Regions from separate parts of the Sus scrofa genome. Here region 1 is linked to region 2. A link is a contact called in public Hi-C data. All regions are on one chromosome and are shown on one strand. Each heading gives the region's core, a stretch centred on a gene start, on an enhancer-like site or on the middle of the called end of the contact. The rest is flanking DNA. Distances are from core to core; before and after follow the strand shown.

What was found. Hi-C and Micro-C count contacts between places; a contact is called where the count stands out from the background.
Region 1: a Hi-C map of epiblast stem cells shows a contact between it and region 2, with 1.9 times the contacts expected there. The contact joins the promoter of LOC110261362 here to the promoter of TRPM4 in region 2. A contact is called at or near these places in 2 of 47 Hi-C or Micro-C datasets (embryonic fibroblasts and epiblast stem cells).

What each region holds. Positions count from the first base shown.
Region 1 is chr6:54,425,911-54,433,053 of Sscrofa11.1, reverse strand. It overlaps LOC110261362 (orphan sodium- and chloride-dependent neurotransmitter transporter NTT5-like), which reads left to right and starts at 1,766. Exons shown (of 12, transcript XM_021097558.1): 1 at 1,766-1,946. CD37 (leukocyte antigen CD37) reads right to left here and starts at 1,641. Exons shown (of 8, transcript XM_021094728.1): 1 at 1,512-1,641.
Region 2 is chr6:54,339,379-54,346,634 of Sscrofa11.1, reverse strand. It overlaps TRPM4 (transient receptor potential cation channel subfamily M member 4), which reads right to left and starts at 3,861. Exons shown (of 24, transcript XM_021094712.1): 1 at 3,727-3,861; 2 at 3,362-3,429. The coding sequence starts at 3,750. HRC (sarcoplasmic reticulum histidine-rich calcium-binding protein) reads left to right here and starts at 4,997. Exons shown (of 6, transcript XM_003127287.5): 1 at 4,997-6,801; 2 at 6,881-6,951. The coding sequence starts at 5,208.

The DNA.
Region 1 (7,143 bases), core at 517-3,016, 89 kb before region 2:
TTTTTTTTTTTTTTTTTTGTCTCTTTAGGGTGAGACCTGCAGCATATGGAGGTTTCCAGGCTAGGGGTTGAACCAGAGGTGAAGCTGCCAGCCTACACCACAGCCACACCAACACAGGATCCTTAACCCACTGAGCTGAGGCCAGGGATGGAATCTGCATTCTCATGGATACTAGTCAGACTCTCTTCCACTGAGCCACGAGGGGAACTCCAGCACAAGGTATTTTGACAAGCCCCCTGCAGAAGCAGATATGAGAATCAAACTGTCTTTTATTAAGCCAGGCATTAAAGAGATTCACAAAGATATAAAATAGTTTCACTAAGTTATTTTTTGGGTGAAATTATAGCTATTAAAAATGTTATTTATGGAGTTCCCATCACAGCTCAGTGGTTAAGGAATCCGCCTAGGAAGCATGAGGTTGCGGGTTCGATACCTTGCCTTGCTCAGCAGGTTAAGGATCCAGCGCTGCCATGAGCTGTGTTACAGGTCGCAGACTCGGCTTGGATCTGGTGTTGCTGGGGCTCTGCATAGGCCGGTGGCTACAACTCCCATTAGACCCTGAGCCTGGGAACCTCCATATGCCGTGGGTGTGGCCTTAGAGAAAGGCAAAAAAAAAAAAAAAAAGAGTTATTTATGCCTGAGTTTCTGTCCTGGCACAGCAGAAATGAATCTGACTAGGAACCATGAGGTTGCAGGTTTGATCCCTGGCCTTGCTCAGTGACTTAAGGATCTGGCGTTGCTGTGGCTGTGGTGTAGGCCAGCAGCTATAGCTCTGATTAGACCCCTAGCCTGGGAACCTCCATATGCTGCGGGTGCGGCCCCAAAAAGACAAAAGACAAAAAAATAAATAAACAAAAATAAAAATTTTATAAAATGTTATTTATGTTAACAAAATGGATTTTTGATAATATATATTTTGGAAATTTCCCAGTTTTCATGGCACAGATATGACTCATATAAACACAATCCACATAAATTTAACCCACATAATTTGATTGGGGTTGTTCTTTTTTTTCCCTTTTTTTTAGGTCCACACCTGCACCAGTTGGAAGTCCTCAGGCTAGGGGTCAAATTGGAGCTTTAGCTGCCAGACAATGCCACAGCCACACCAAGGCCAGATCTGAGCCAGTCTGTGACCTACATCACAGCTCACAGCAACTGCGGGATCCTTAACCCACTGAGCAGGGCCAGGGATCCAACCTGCATCCTCATGGATACTACTTGGTTTCCTCACTGCTGAACCACAATGAGAACTCCCAGGTCCTTCATTTTTAAGGGACTAAAAATAGTCCTGAGACCAAAAGTTTGAGAGCCACTGACCTAAGTAAATCTTTGGGCTTTCTGACTCTCTGCAAGCCCAGCAGATAGTGTAATGCTCTGAAGGCAAGGTCCCCGTCTGTCTTGTTCATATTTAAGGTTTGACTAGCGGTATGGGAGCCTTAAGTAAGTGTCAAAGCTTTGAAGGCAAGAAGGAATGAATGGGAAGAACAAGCCTCCCACCTCAGACTCACCTCCACATTGCTTGGGGGAATCAGAAGCTAACCCGACGCTCCACACCAGGTACTCCTCTGAGAGACGGGGGAAGCGGATTGGGCACGCGGTCGAAAAGGAAAAGAGAGGGAAGGTGCGAGCATGTGCAGACGGAGGACGTGCGTGCTGGAGGGTGTGCGCGTGTGCGCGCCTGCGCAGTAGGGTAGGCGTAGGTGTTAGGGAGGGTGGAGCTACGGACTCTGGTTAGAGGGCTCGCGAGAGGACCAGCGGCGCATGCGCAGAGAAACGCAGGAAAGGCGGCACCTGCGGCCGAGCGAGGAGCGTCGCGCGTTCAGGCCTGAGGAGACCTGAAAGGGCCGGAAATGGTTGCTAGCCTTCTCAGTTGAGCCTTCTTCACCTTCATTATCGCCTGACTGACCAGACTGGAGACCCCAGGCTTCGAGGCTACGGTGAAGGTGACTTGGTTCCCAAGGGTTCCCTGAAACTTGGGGTGTGTGAGTTTGGGCCCTGGACTTGGCAAGGGATAACTTTTAGGCCGCAAGACGGAGCCTCCCAGACGCTCTCCTTGGCGTCGGCCCCTTGGCTCACTTGATCTCACCCTGAGTCAGTTCCAAGGCTCAACCTTCAGGGGAGTCGCCTTCGGTCCCTGCCCAGTTGGGGATTCCCATTGGTTCAGGCTGCCAAGCGGTGGAGATCGGGTCCAGCCCTGTCTCTGGCCTGTGAGGGACAAGCAGTTACGGCCTGCGCCTTGAGGATGCACCAGGGACCCTCCTTTCAGTTTTGGAGTTGGCGGGTCCAGGAAGGAGGTAAACTGAGAGGCACGGGGCCTTTCCGGAGCCCCCCCTACCCCCCCAGCGCTCCCCAGAGGGAAGGATGCTGGAGGGTGTCACACAGTCAGCCACCCTCAGGGCGTCTCCAGCCTGCGAGGAAGGGTTTACCAGGGGACCAAGGGGGTTTTAAGTGTTACAAGTGGCCAGTTTGCAGGATCTCTTTGCTAAAACTCAGTTCTTTCCCTGGGTCAAATTTACTGATTTACCAGAAAACTCGTTTTAAGGATACACTTAAATACGTTTTTAAAAATTGAAATATAGGCGTTCCCATTGTGGCTCAGCGATTAAGGAGCCCTGCTAGGATCCATGAGGACACAGGTTGCCTCGCTCAGTGGGTTAAAGAGGCCTGCGTTGCCGTGAGCTGTGGTGTAGGTCGAAGATGCGGCTCGGATCTGGCGTGGCTGTGGCTGTGGTGTAGGCCGGCGGCTACAGCTCCAGTTGGACCCCTAGCCTGGGAACCTCCCTATGCCGCAGATACAGCCATAACAAGACAAAATAATAATAATAAATAAATAAATAGGAGTTCCTGTCATGGCTCAGCAGTTTATGAACCTGACATAGTATCCATGAGGACGGGGTTCCATCCCTGGCCTCGCTCAGTGGGTTAAGGATCCGGCATTGCCGCGAGCTGTGGTGTAGGTCCCAGATGTGGCTTGGATCTGGCGTAGCTGTGGCTGTGGAGTCGGCCGGCAGCTACAGCTCCGATTTGACCCCTAGCCTGGGAACCTCTATGTGCCGTGGGTGCGGCCCTAAAGAGTCAAAAAGACTACACATACAAACAAATGAATAGATAAATAAATTTAGATAAAAACCCAGTTTAAAAAATTGAAGTATAGTTGATTTACAATGTTGTGTTAATTTCTGCTCTACAGCAGAGGAATTCAGTTATATATATATATTCAGTTTATCTATATGTATATATTTTTTTCATATTCTTTTTCATTATGGTTTAGCACAGGATATTGAATAGAATTCCCTGTGCTATACAGTAGGACCTTGAAAGGAGTCCCTTTTTGAATATGTTCAAGAAAGATTGATATATTTTTCATGAGTACCGCCCCCCCCCCTTTTAAAGTGGAAGGGCGGTGTCAGGGTCATTGTTAACATGAATGATGGGAATCAGAAGTACTTATTATTTTGAGTTATGGTTCATTTCAGCTGCTGGCAAACCACCTAGTAGTAGTGAAGATTTGTGTTTCTTAGGTAAGCTGCCAACTCTTAGATAAATGTCCCCAGCTTTCTCAACTTGGTTAACTTTTGAATGAATTGAATTAAGATTTGGGGTTTCTTCCAAAGCCCAAAGGAAAGAATTCATTATGGACACACTTTAGAGTTTATCTTATTTGATTTTGTGTTGATTATCTGAGGCTCTCTGTTGCTTTCTCTTTAGCTTTTGTGACAGCATTTCCTTCTGGCATTTCTCCTTATTCTTGAGCCATTTCTTCTCTTTTTCTTTATATTTTATTTTTAACATTCTAAATCATGAAATATGCATCCACAAAAGTGCATAGAACATATAAACAGAGTTTTAAATGAATAATTATAAAGCTTATATCTACATAACTGCCAACAGATTGAGAACTAGAATATTACCATGACTCTGGAAGATCATCTCAAATTGTCATTTCATAATCAAATACCTCTTTTTCTCTTTTAGAGATAGCTTCTAGTCTGACTTTTGTGGTAATAATTTCTTTGAATTTCTTTATACTTTTACTATGTCTATATGCATCCTTAAATTATTAGTTTAATTTTGCTTCTGTTTTGAACTTAGAAATATGACTTATTGTCTCTGGAATATTTTATGTTGTGCTTTTGTTCAACATTGTGCATTTTTACTGTTGAGTGTAGCTGCAGTTCCTTTATTTTCTTCATATATGCGTAGTATTCTTTTGTTTGAATAGTCTATGATTTATTCATTTTACTCTTGAGGGGCATTTGCATTTTTCAACTTTATGACAATTATGAATACTGTTGTGGGGAACATTCTCTCTCTTTTTTTTTTTTTTTCTGTAGCTGCACGCACGGCATATGGAAGCTCCCTGGGCAGGGATTGAATCTGAGCCACAGATGCAAACTACACCACAGCTGCGGCAGTGCTGGATCCTTTAACCCATTACTTCAGGGCCAAGAATTGAACCTATGCTTCCTGAGCTGCTGCAGTCTGGTTCTTAACCCACTGTGCCACAGCGGGAACTCCACTGAGAATGTTCTTGTGAGAAGTAGAAAAATGTTTAGTTGGTAAAGAGCTCTTTATGGAATCAGACTATGTTAAATCCTGACTCTGCCACTCATGGGCAGTGTAACCTTGAGAAAGTTGTGTAGTTTCTTTGTGTTTCAGTTCTTTCACTTTTGTAAAGTGGAGATAATTATAGTATTTACCTCGTAGCGTTGTTGTGAAGAGTAATGTAATATAAAAATGTGAAGCATTTAGAACAGTGCTTGACACAAAGCAAGCACAATGTGTTAATTATTGTTATTATTACTATATTCTGTTGCACAAGTGAAAAAGTTTCTCTGGGGAATATACCTAATATTGGGAGTTGTTGGGCCATAGGGTATGTATGCATTCGATTTTACTACTAAGTTGTTCTCCAAGTAGTTTTAACAATTTATACTAACATTGAGGATAATTCTTATTTGCTCTGCAGCTCATCAATATCTGGTATTATTTGACTTTTCCATTTTTTACCAATCAGATTGTTATGCAGTGGTATTTCTTTTTTTTTTTTTTCCTTTTTTTTTTGACAAAGAAGGAAAAAATAGCTTTATTGCTTTGCCAGGCAAAGGAGGCCACAGCAGGCTAATGCCCTAAAGACCGTATCCTCATTGTAATTTTAATTGCCTTTCACTGATTATTAATGACATAATATTTGTATTATGGAATTTTATATTGATTTGAATAATTTAACTCCATGATGCATGTCATAATTGTTTAAATATTATAAAATATTTGTGAAGTGCCGCTCAAGCCTCTTGCCCATTTTCCTATTGGGTTATCTGTCTCTTTTTTTTTTTTTTTTTTGGCTTTTCTCTTTTTAGGGCCACACTAGCAGCAGCATATGGAGATTCCCAGGCTAGGGGTCTAATTTGAGCTGCAGCTGCCTGCCTACACCAGAGCCACAACAACACGGGATCTGATCTGTGTCTGCGACCTACACCACACCTCATGGCAACGCTGGAACTTAACCCACTGAGTGAGGCCAGGGATTGAACCTGCAACCTCATGGTTCCTAGTTGGATTCGTTTCCATGGAGCCACGATGGGAACTCCTGTCTTTTTCTTTCTGATTTGTACATGTACTTTATACTTTTTGAATATTAGTCATTTGTTGTCATGTAGGTTGCAGATATCTTCTCCCACTCTATGGTTTTTCTTTCTGTTATCCTTTTGGGGACTTTTGATGAAAAGGAGGTTTTAATTTTAATGTAGTAAAATATATCAAATTGAAATTTTTGGTCATTGCTCATCATGTCTTTTATAAGAAATCTTTTCCTCTACCAAGGCGTTGTGCTTCAAGGGGCAGCATTCACATCATCTGCAATTTTTTTGCCTGGAGTAATAGAAGACAGTGATCCTCCATTCCTTCATATTTTCTTGAATTTTATGCTATGGCTTTTCACATTTTCTTCTTTCTTCTTTCCACCTGAGACAGATTTTTGCATGTTATTTGAGGTAGGGGTCAGTTTCTTTTTTTGTTATATGGATACTCAATTGTCCTAACACCATTTATTGAGAATTTAACCCTCTACTCACAGGTCTGCTATGGCATATCTATCCATGTATCTAGACTTCATATATGGGAGTCTAGTTTTAGGCTCTTGATTCTGTTCCATTAGTCTATTTGTCCCTGTCTCAATTCACACTGTCTTACTACAAATTTATAATAAGCTTAATACTTGTTAGAGTATATCTTCTCATTTTGTTTTTATTCAGGAGTATCTTAGCTATTTGGGGGCTTTCGAGTTTTCAGGTAAATTTTGTTATCAAAGTTGAGGTGTCCTTATAAAATAAATGGAGGAGTGTTCCTCTTTCTGTTTTCTAGAAAAGCATATTTAATACTGGAATTATTTCTTCCTTAAAGGTTGGTAGAATTTGCCATTAATGATATCTGGTATTAGAAATGTTTGTATGTGTGTGTGTGTGTTTGTGTGAGTGAATATGTGTATGTACATGTATGTGTGTTTGAAAGATTTTTTTTTTTTTTTGACTGTGTCTGCAGCATATGGAAATTCCCAGGCCAGGGATTGAATTTGCACCACGGCAGCCATCCGAGCAGTGACAACACTGAATCCTTATTTGCTGAGCCACAGGGAACTCCTATTTTTAGTTTTTTAAGGAAACTTCATACTGTTTTCCGTAATGGCTACACCAATTTGCATTCCCACCAACAGTGTAGGCGGGTTCCCTTTTCTCCACACCCTGTGCAGTCTAACATTGTGTGCAGATTTTTTTTTTTTTTTTTTGGTCTTTTTGCTATTTCTTTGGGCCGCTCCCCGCGGCATATGGAGGTTCCCAGGCTAGGGGTCCAATCGGAGCTGTAGCCACCAGCCTACGCCAGAGCCACAGCAACGCGGGATCCGAGCCGCGTCTGCAACCTACACCACAGCTCATGGCAACACCGGATGGTTAACCCACTGAGTAAGGGCAGGGATCGAACCCGCAACCTCATGGTTCCTAGTCGGATTCGTTAACCACTGCGCTACGACGGGAACTCCCCTGTGCAGATTTTTTTTTTTCCCTCTTTTTTTTTTTATTTTTTTATTTTCCCACTGTACAGCAAGGGGGTCAGGTTATCCTTAGATGTATACATTGCAGTTAC
Region 2 (7,256 bases), core at 2,612-5,111:
CCTACACCACAGTCACAGCAACTTGGGATCTGAGCCACATCTGTGACCTACACCCCAGCTCACAGCAACACCAGATCCTTAACCCACTGAGGGAGGCCAGGGACCCAACCTGCCTCCTCATGGATACCAGCGGATTCATTTCCACTAAGCCACGTCGGGACCTCCTCACACAGCACTCTTTATATTCAAATATATAGAAAGTTAAGTACAATCAGGAGTTCCTTTGTGGCACAGCGGGTTAAGGATCCAATGTTGTCCCTGCAGTGACTCGGTTGCTGCTGTGGCACAGATTCGATCCCCGGCCCAGGGAACTTCCACATGCCGCAGGCATGACCAAAAAAAATATAAAGACAAAAATTAAGTACAATTAAAAATTCAGCTCCTCGGTGGCTGTGGCCACAGGTCAAGTGATCAGGAGCCACACGTGGCCAGTGCTGCCATACTAGATATAGAACATTTTCACCACCACAGAAAGTTCTGGTGGGTGGCACTGGAACTTTCCACCCTTCTCTGCAAGGCTCATCTCCTACTCCTCTTTCTTTCTCTGTGGCCACCAAAACTGAAATCGTTCCCGATAAAATCAGCAATGACCCGCGAGTCCTCAAATACAAGGGCCTCTCTTCAGGTCTCATCTGACTCTGACAAAGTGGCCCGGGTCACAGTTAAAGGGCTCTGATTCTAGAAAGCACTTTCCTTGGCAGAGCGCACCCGTTCCCCTGGCCACCCTGTCTCTGCCTCATCTGTGGCTTTCTCTTCTTCTGCGCCTCCCTGGGCGTAGTGTTCCCCAGAGTCAGAATCACTTGTCTTCCCTTCGTGGGGCTTAAACTCAGGGCCCCTGGAGGACCAGGCAGGTAACTTAAGGATAAGAGGCATCAGGTGGAGAATACAAGAGGCTGGAGGCTGTGGTGACTTGAGGCAGCATGTTAGTCTTTTGTTTTTTGGTTTTCTTTGTCTTTTTAGGGCTGTACCCGCGGCTTATGGAGGTTCCCAGGCTAGGGGTCACATTGGAGCTGTAGCCGCCGGCCTACGCCACAGCCACGCACCAAGCTGCGTCTGACCACCACAGCTCACAGCAACGCCGGATCCCTAACCCACTGAGTGAGGCCAGAGATCGAACCCGAGTCCTCATGGATGCTAGTGGGGATCACTAGCCGCTGAGCCATAATGGGAACTCCCTAGCATGTTAGTCTTGAGACATTCAGAGACAAGTTTTTAGAAATCTCTTCCAGGCCAAAAAAAAAAAAAAAAAAAAAAAAATCCACCATAGAATTGCCAGTTTGCTGGCTCCTCTGACTTTACATGTTCTTAGCCCAGCACACACACCCAGTGACGTCTCACCTCCTTCCCCAGGTTCCAACTACAGCTAGGACTTCTCAAGTCTTGGATGGAAGTCCCAGATTTTCCTGAGGCCCTGACCAGGTCTGCGACACTGCTGGCTCCCCCGGTGCCCCCCCACCCACGAAATCCCACTCTGAGCTCAGTGACATTTCCCAAACCTGCTCATCCCCCTGGGTCCCCATCTCAGGGACAATGCCACGGTCTCCCAAGCTCCAGACCTGATGTCTGGGGTATCGCCCTCCCCTCTCCCCTCACTCCCCAAATCCATGGGTCCCCAAGCTCCTGCCCCCGGAATCCTCGCCCCATCATCCCCTCCTGTGTCCCCATAGCCCTGGCCTGCCTCAGGTCTCTTCTCCTCCCGCCTACCCTTGCCCAGCCTCTTCTCCAGCTTCCCGAACTTCTAGTCATCCCAGGAGGTCTTTCCACACCCAGAGCTGACCCTGCCCCTCCCATAATTTCCCGGAACACCAGGACAGGGTCCCAGCCCCTTGGGGTAGCATTTGAGGTCTTGCGACCTCTGGCCCCACCCTCCTCCTCGGTCTCCTTTCTCAGATGCTCCTTGCACCCTGAACTTTGCCCCACTGGCAAACCACGTGGCAATGTCAATAGGGGGCAGCTTATACTGCTGTTCCCACCCCTTCCAAGAGCCTCTCTTCAGCCCGCTTTCAACTGTCAAACTTTTTTCTTTTTTTTTGCTTTTTAGGGCCACACCTGTGGCATACAGAAATTCCCAGGCGAGGGGTTGAATTATTGAATTAGAGCTGCAGCTGGTGGCCTACATCACAGCCACAGCCTCACCAGATCCAAGCCAAGTCTGCAACCTACACGGCAGCTTGGGGCAATGCCAGATCCCTCACCCACGGAGTGAGACCAGGGATCGAACCCACATCCTCATGGATACTAGTCGGGCTCATTTCCACTGAGCCACAAAGGGAACTTCTCAAACTCCAACTTTGTCACCTTTAAATGTCACCTCACTGCCCTCCCCTCCAGGAGCCATTGGTGACACCCCAAGGGCCTCCGCAGCCTCAGCCAGATGCCTCCTCTTGGCTCCCACCAGGCACAGTGGCATGTCTTTGGCAGCTCCCATCCTCTCGCCTTAGAATCCTCTTCCTCCCACCAAAGCAGAGGTTCCTAAACTTTCTGGACCACACTTCCATCTGCAAAAGGTTTTTGAGCACTCACCCCTAAATAATATGTCTATTTATACATAATTCAAGCCATCCTGCACTAATAAATTCATAATAATACGCATACCAAGTTAGGAATGTTGGTATTTCCCACACCCCAAAGATCATCTTGAGGACACCAGGAAGCCGGAAACCCCTTGAGAAAACATTGCTGAAGGCCAGGAGTCCCTAAGGGTGGCCACCGCCCAGCCACGGAGCACCAGCCCAGAGCCTGCACACACTAGGTAACTGCTACCTTCCTGGAGGAACCAGAGCTATTTTCCAGTGCTTACCATGTGCTGGGCACGTTCGGAAGTATCACAAGCATTAACTTGTTTAATTCGCGCAAGAATTCCAGCAGGTAGAGCCAGAGCCTGTTTTTATGCCCAGATGACGGATGAGGCCCAGAGAGGTGAAACGTTTTGCCCAAAGCCACACAGCACGTGTCCCAGCCGAGATTAGAACCCTAGCAGGGCCTGTGCTCTTGAAAATCATGCCCCCTTGGACGTGCGGAGTGAGGGTTTCTTGGAGGAGTGGACGAATGAATGAAACAGCGACAGTCGAGAGAGAAAAACAGAGAAAGTGACACCAGGAGGCGGAGACACACGGGAGAGACACGAGGAAGGAAAGAAACGGAACCCAGCCCTGGGGCTTTAACACGGACCCTGAGCGTGAGAAGGATTAGTTGGATGTGTTTGCAGAAGGACCGAAGCCCTCCCCGAGGGAGAGAGCCACCAGGGAACGCCCTTGGGAGTGTCTGCGGGGACAGGACTGGGGGAGGGGAGGAGCCGAAGGGCGGGGTCTGAGGTGGGCGGGGTGGACATCTGGGGTCGGTCCCCGGGTGGGCTCCTCACCCCGGATCTGTGGGGTCAACGATGAAAGTTGTGCACGTCTTCTTCTTGAAGATCTTGGGGATATAGCTCTGGGGACAAGAACAAGGGGTGAAGGGGAACCAGTTCAGTCCTAAGGGACACAGAGTGACTCACCCGCGCCCCAGCCTAGACCTAGGAGTCCAGGACCCCAGCGCCCGCCTCCCCCAAACTCAGGAGACTCGATTCCCCCCAGCCCCCATCTGTCCCCAAGGACCCAGGCGTCCGAGGCCCCAGCAGCCCCCTTCTTTGACCCAAGAATCTGGGTCTCCAGCGCCCTCCTCTCCGGGAACCAGGGGTCCCGGCCCCCAGCTCCCTGTTCCCTCAGACCCGGGGTCCGGCCGCTGTACCTGCTCCTTCTCCGCACCCACCATGCTGCTGCAGCCTCTGCAAACTATCCGACTCCCTGCATTCCCTCAACCAACCCGGGCTCTAGACGCGCCCGGGACAAACCGGATCCACTACGTCCCAGCCCAGCCTGGGCGGGGCCAGGTCTAGGGGGCGGGGAATCTCGGAGACGCGCAGAGCGGGAGGCGGGGCAAAGGGTCTGAGGGACCGGCAGGCGAGACCCGGGGAGAGGGGGCCGGGGACCCGGGGTGGGGGACAGGGACTCAGAGAGGAAATGCCAGTGATGAGGGAGAGGGCACACAAAAAGGGGATGGGATGGGGACACGAAGCCTTAGGTTGGGACAGGGAATCAGAAAGGGGGGACAGAGATTGGCGAGGGGCTACATCGACCCAAAGCGAGGGGGGGGTGCTTGGAAGGAAGTTGGCGGGGGCGGGGTGGGGGCGCGGCGGAGACACTCAGACTGAGAGGGAGAGACAGAAGCCTGAGAGTGAGAAGGGGACAGAATCCTGGGGAGGGGGACAGGGACTCCAAGAGAGCGGGTGAAGAAACAAGAACTGAGAGAAGGGAACCCACAGAGAAGGCTGGGAACCCAAAGAGCGAGGGGTGAGGACAGCAGTGATAGGATGAGGGGGAGGTACTGATACACAGGCAGGGCCCCCATGTCTCCTGCTAGCTCTCCAGGGACAGGGACAGCTGCAGCCTCCTGAGTAACCTGAGCCCCCTGCACACACACACCCCCTGCTGTATTTATAGCCCTGGCCTGGCCCCATCCCCTGCCCCCAGATCTGAGTTCCAGGGACAGGAGGTCATGGGTACGCACGCTGGAGCACAATTCCTCTCACCCCTGTCCAGGGCTTCCCTGTGGGCATCCACCATCTCAGCAAAGTCGCCCGTTCTGGCCGGAAACTCCCCATAATCTAACCCCCAATCCTTCCTTGGCAGGGGTCTCTCCCCTCAAATACACCCTTCCCGCTCCCCTCCTCCCATGGCCCGGGCTCCCCCCAAATTGGCCCACTGAAAATTTGACACCATTTTTGCAGCTGCCAAACCGGAACTTGTCGGCATTCAAAATCAAGTCCCTTGGCCCCCTCTCCTGGCCAAAGAGAGACCCCTTCTCTCACCCCCTCCCCAGCTGAGAGGAGAAAGAGCCGGAGGGGAGGGGCAGGCCGGGCCTAACCCAGAATAACTCCGGGCCGAAAGTAAATTTAGCCACAGAGAGGGGAGGGGAGAGACCCTATTGGCTGGGGAGCGGGAGGGAGGGGCGGAGGGGGTCAGGGGGTTCTGGAGATTGTCTCAGAGGGGTGTCTGGAGCCTGGCAGTGAGGGCCAGAGGGCAGAGACAGAGAGAGACACAGCAAAGGAAAGACACAGGGAGAAAGAAAGAGAAGGACCCCAAAGGGACAGGGACCCCAGTATTCATCGACATAGCCTCAGCCACAGCGGGAGCCAGCCCAGGGAGAAGCTCTGCTGCTGGTCTGTCCCCATGGGCCACCCTGGGCCATGGTTGCAGGCGTCTCTCCTCTGGGCTGCTGTGGCCAGCCTGCTCCTCCCCCCTGCTATGACCCAGCAGCTGAGAGGGGCTGGGCTGGGCCCCAGCAACTTGAACAACAACGCAGGCATCCCCGGGCCCACAGAGGACGCATCAGGCAAGTTCGGTCACTCCGGGCATAGCCATAGAAGCCATGGGGATGAGAACAGCGATGTCTCCACGGAGAGTGGGCATCATTTCTGGGCCTCTGGAGACCACGGAGAAGAGGAAGAAGATGTCTCCAAAGCAGCCCATCCCCGCCAAGGCCACAGGTACCAAGGCCACGAGGTGGGAGATGAGAACATCTCTGAGGAGGAGGGAACCACAGCGCATGCTCCGCAGGCGGGTGGGCACAGAGGCCGTGGGAGCAAAGACATGGATGATTCAGCTGAGCCCAGGCACCACTTCCCCAGCCATGGGAGCCACGGCCACCAAGACGAGGATGAGGATGAAATTGTGTCCAGCGAGCGACACCATCATATCATCAGGCATGTACGCCGAGGCCATGGAGAAGAGGAGGAGGAAGAGGAGGAGGAAGGCGGCATCTCCACCGAGTATGGACACCAGGCCCACGGGCACCGAGACCACGGGATGGAAGAGGACGAAGACGTCTCAGCTGGACGTCACCATCACGGCCCCAGCCACAGACACCGAGGCCATGAAGAAGAAGAAGATGACGACAATGACGGTGACTCCGCTGAGTACAAATATCAGACGCACGGGCATCAAGGCCACGAGAAGGAAGAGGATGGAGACGTCTCAGACTCGCACCACCATCATGTCCCTGGCCACGGACACCCAGGCCACAGAAATGAGGAAGATGAGGATGAGGTCGTATCCACTGAACACTGGCACCAGGTTCCCAGACATACCCACCATGGCCTTGGAGATGAGGAGGAGGAAGGAGAGGAGGAGATCACGGTCAAGTTCAGCCACCATGCTGCAAGCCCCCAAGCCCAAGGCCACAAGAGCACTGAGGAGGAGGAGGACTTCCCAGACGAATATACGAGAGAGAGCCCTGGTCGTCACCACCCCGGGGTCCTCAAGGAGGAAGATGAGGACATCTCCACCAAGCTTGGCCACCAGCCTGCCAGCCACAGGCAGCAAGGCCACAGAGGATCCATCAAAGAAGAGACTAGCTCCCGTCCCCGGGAACACATGGGGGTCAAGGATAGAAGCCATTTAGGGGAGGGTGATTCCGAGGAGGAAGAGGAAGAGGACCACAGCTCCCCTGAAGAGGATGGTGAAGGTTCAGAAGAGGAAGGAGAAGGCACCCACCAGGGCAGCCTGGACCGGGAGGATGAGGAAGACGAGGAGGAAGGTCATGGCCTCAGCCTGAGCCAGGAGGAGGAGGAGGAAGAGGAGGAGGAAGAAGAGGAGGAGGAGAGGAGGGAAGAGAGGGCTGAGGTTTGGGTCCCACTGAGCCAGGACCACCAGGAGGAAGACGACGAGGAGGAGGAGGAGCTGCCCGTCACCATCATCCCCAACCCACTGGCTGGGAGGGAGGCGGGAGGTGCCTCCAGCGAGGAGGAGAGTGGTGAGGACGTGGGTAAGTGATCTGACTAGGTGGGGGTGGGGAAGAGCAGAGTCAGCCCGGGTCACTGCTGCCCTCTTTCTTGTCCCCCCAGGTCCCCAGGGTGCCCAGGAATACGGAAACTACCAGCCAGGATCCCTGTGTGGCTACTGCTCCTTCTGCAATGTATGTCCCCAACCCAGATCCATCCACCCAGCTGTCCTGAGAATTTCTTCCAGGGCTCTGGTGTGCCTTGGGAGGGCCTTGAGAAAAGGAGGGTCAGGGACAGTTCTGAGTGAACAGCGACACTTCTGGGGCTACGTGGGGGACATCTGGAGGCCAGGATGCTGGGGAGGAAGCTGGGACAATGGTCCAGGAAAGGGTGGGTGAGGCATGAGCTACAAGGCTGTGGGAACAGAGAGGAGGGTACAGGGAGGCAGTGGGGGCAGGAGGACTGTAGACTGACAGGCTGGGAGGAGCGCATGGAGAGA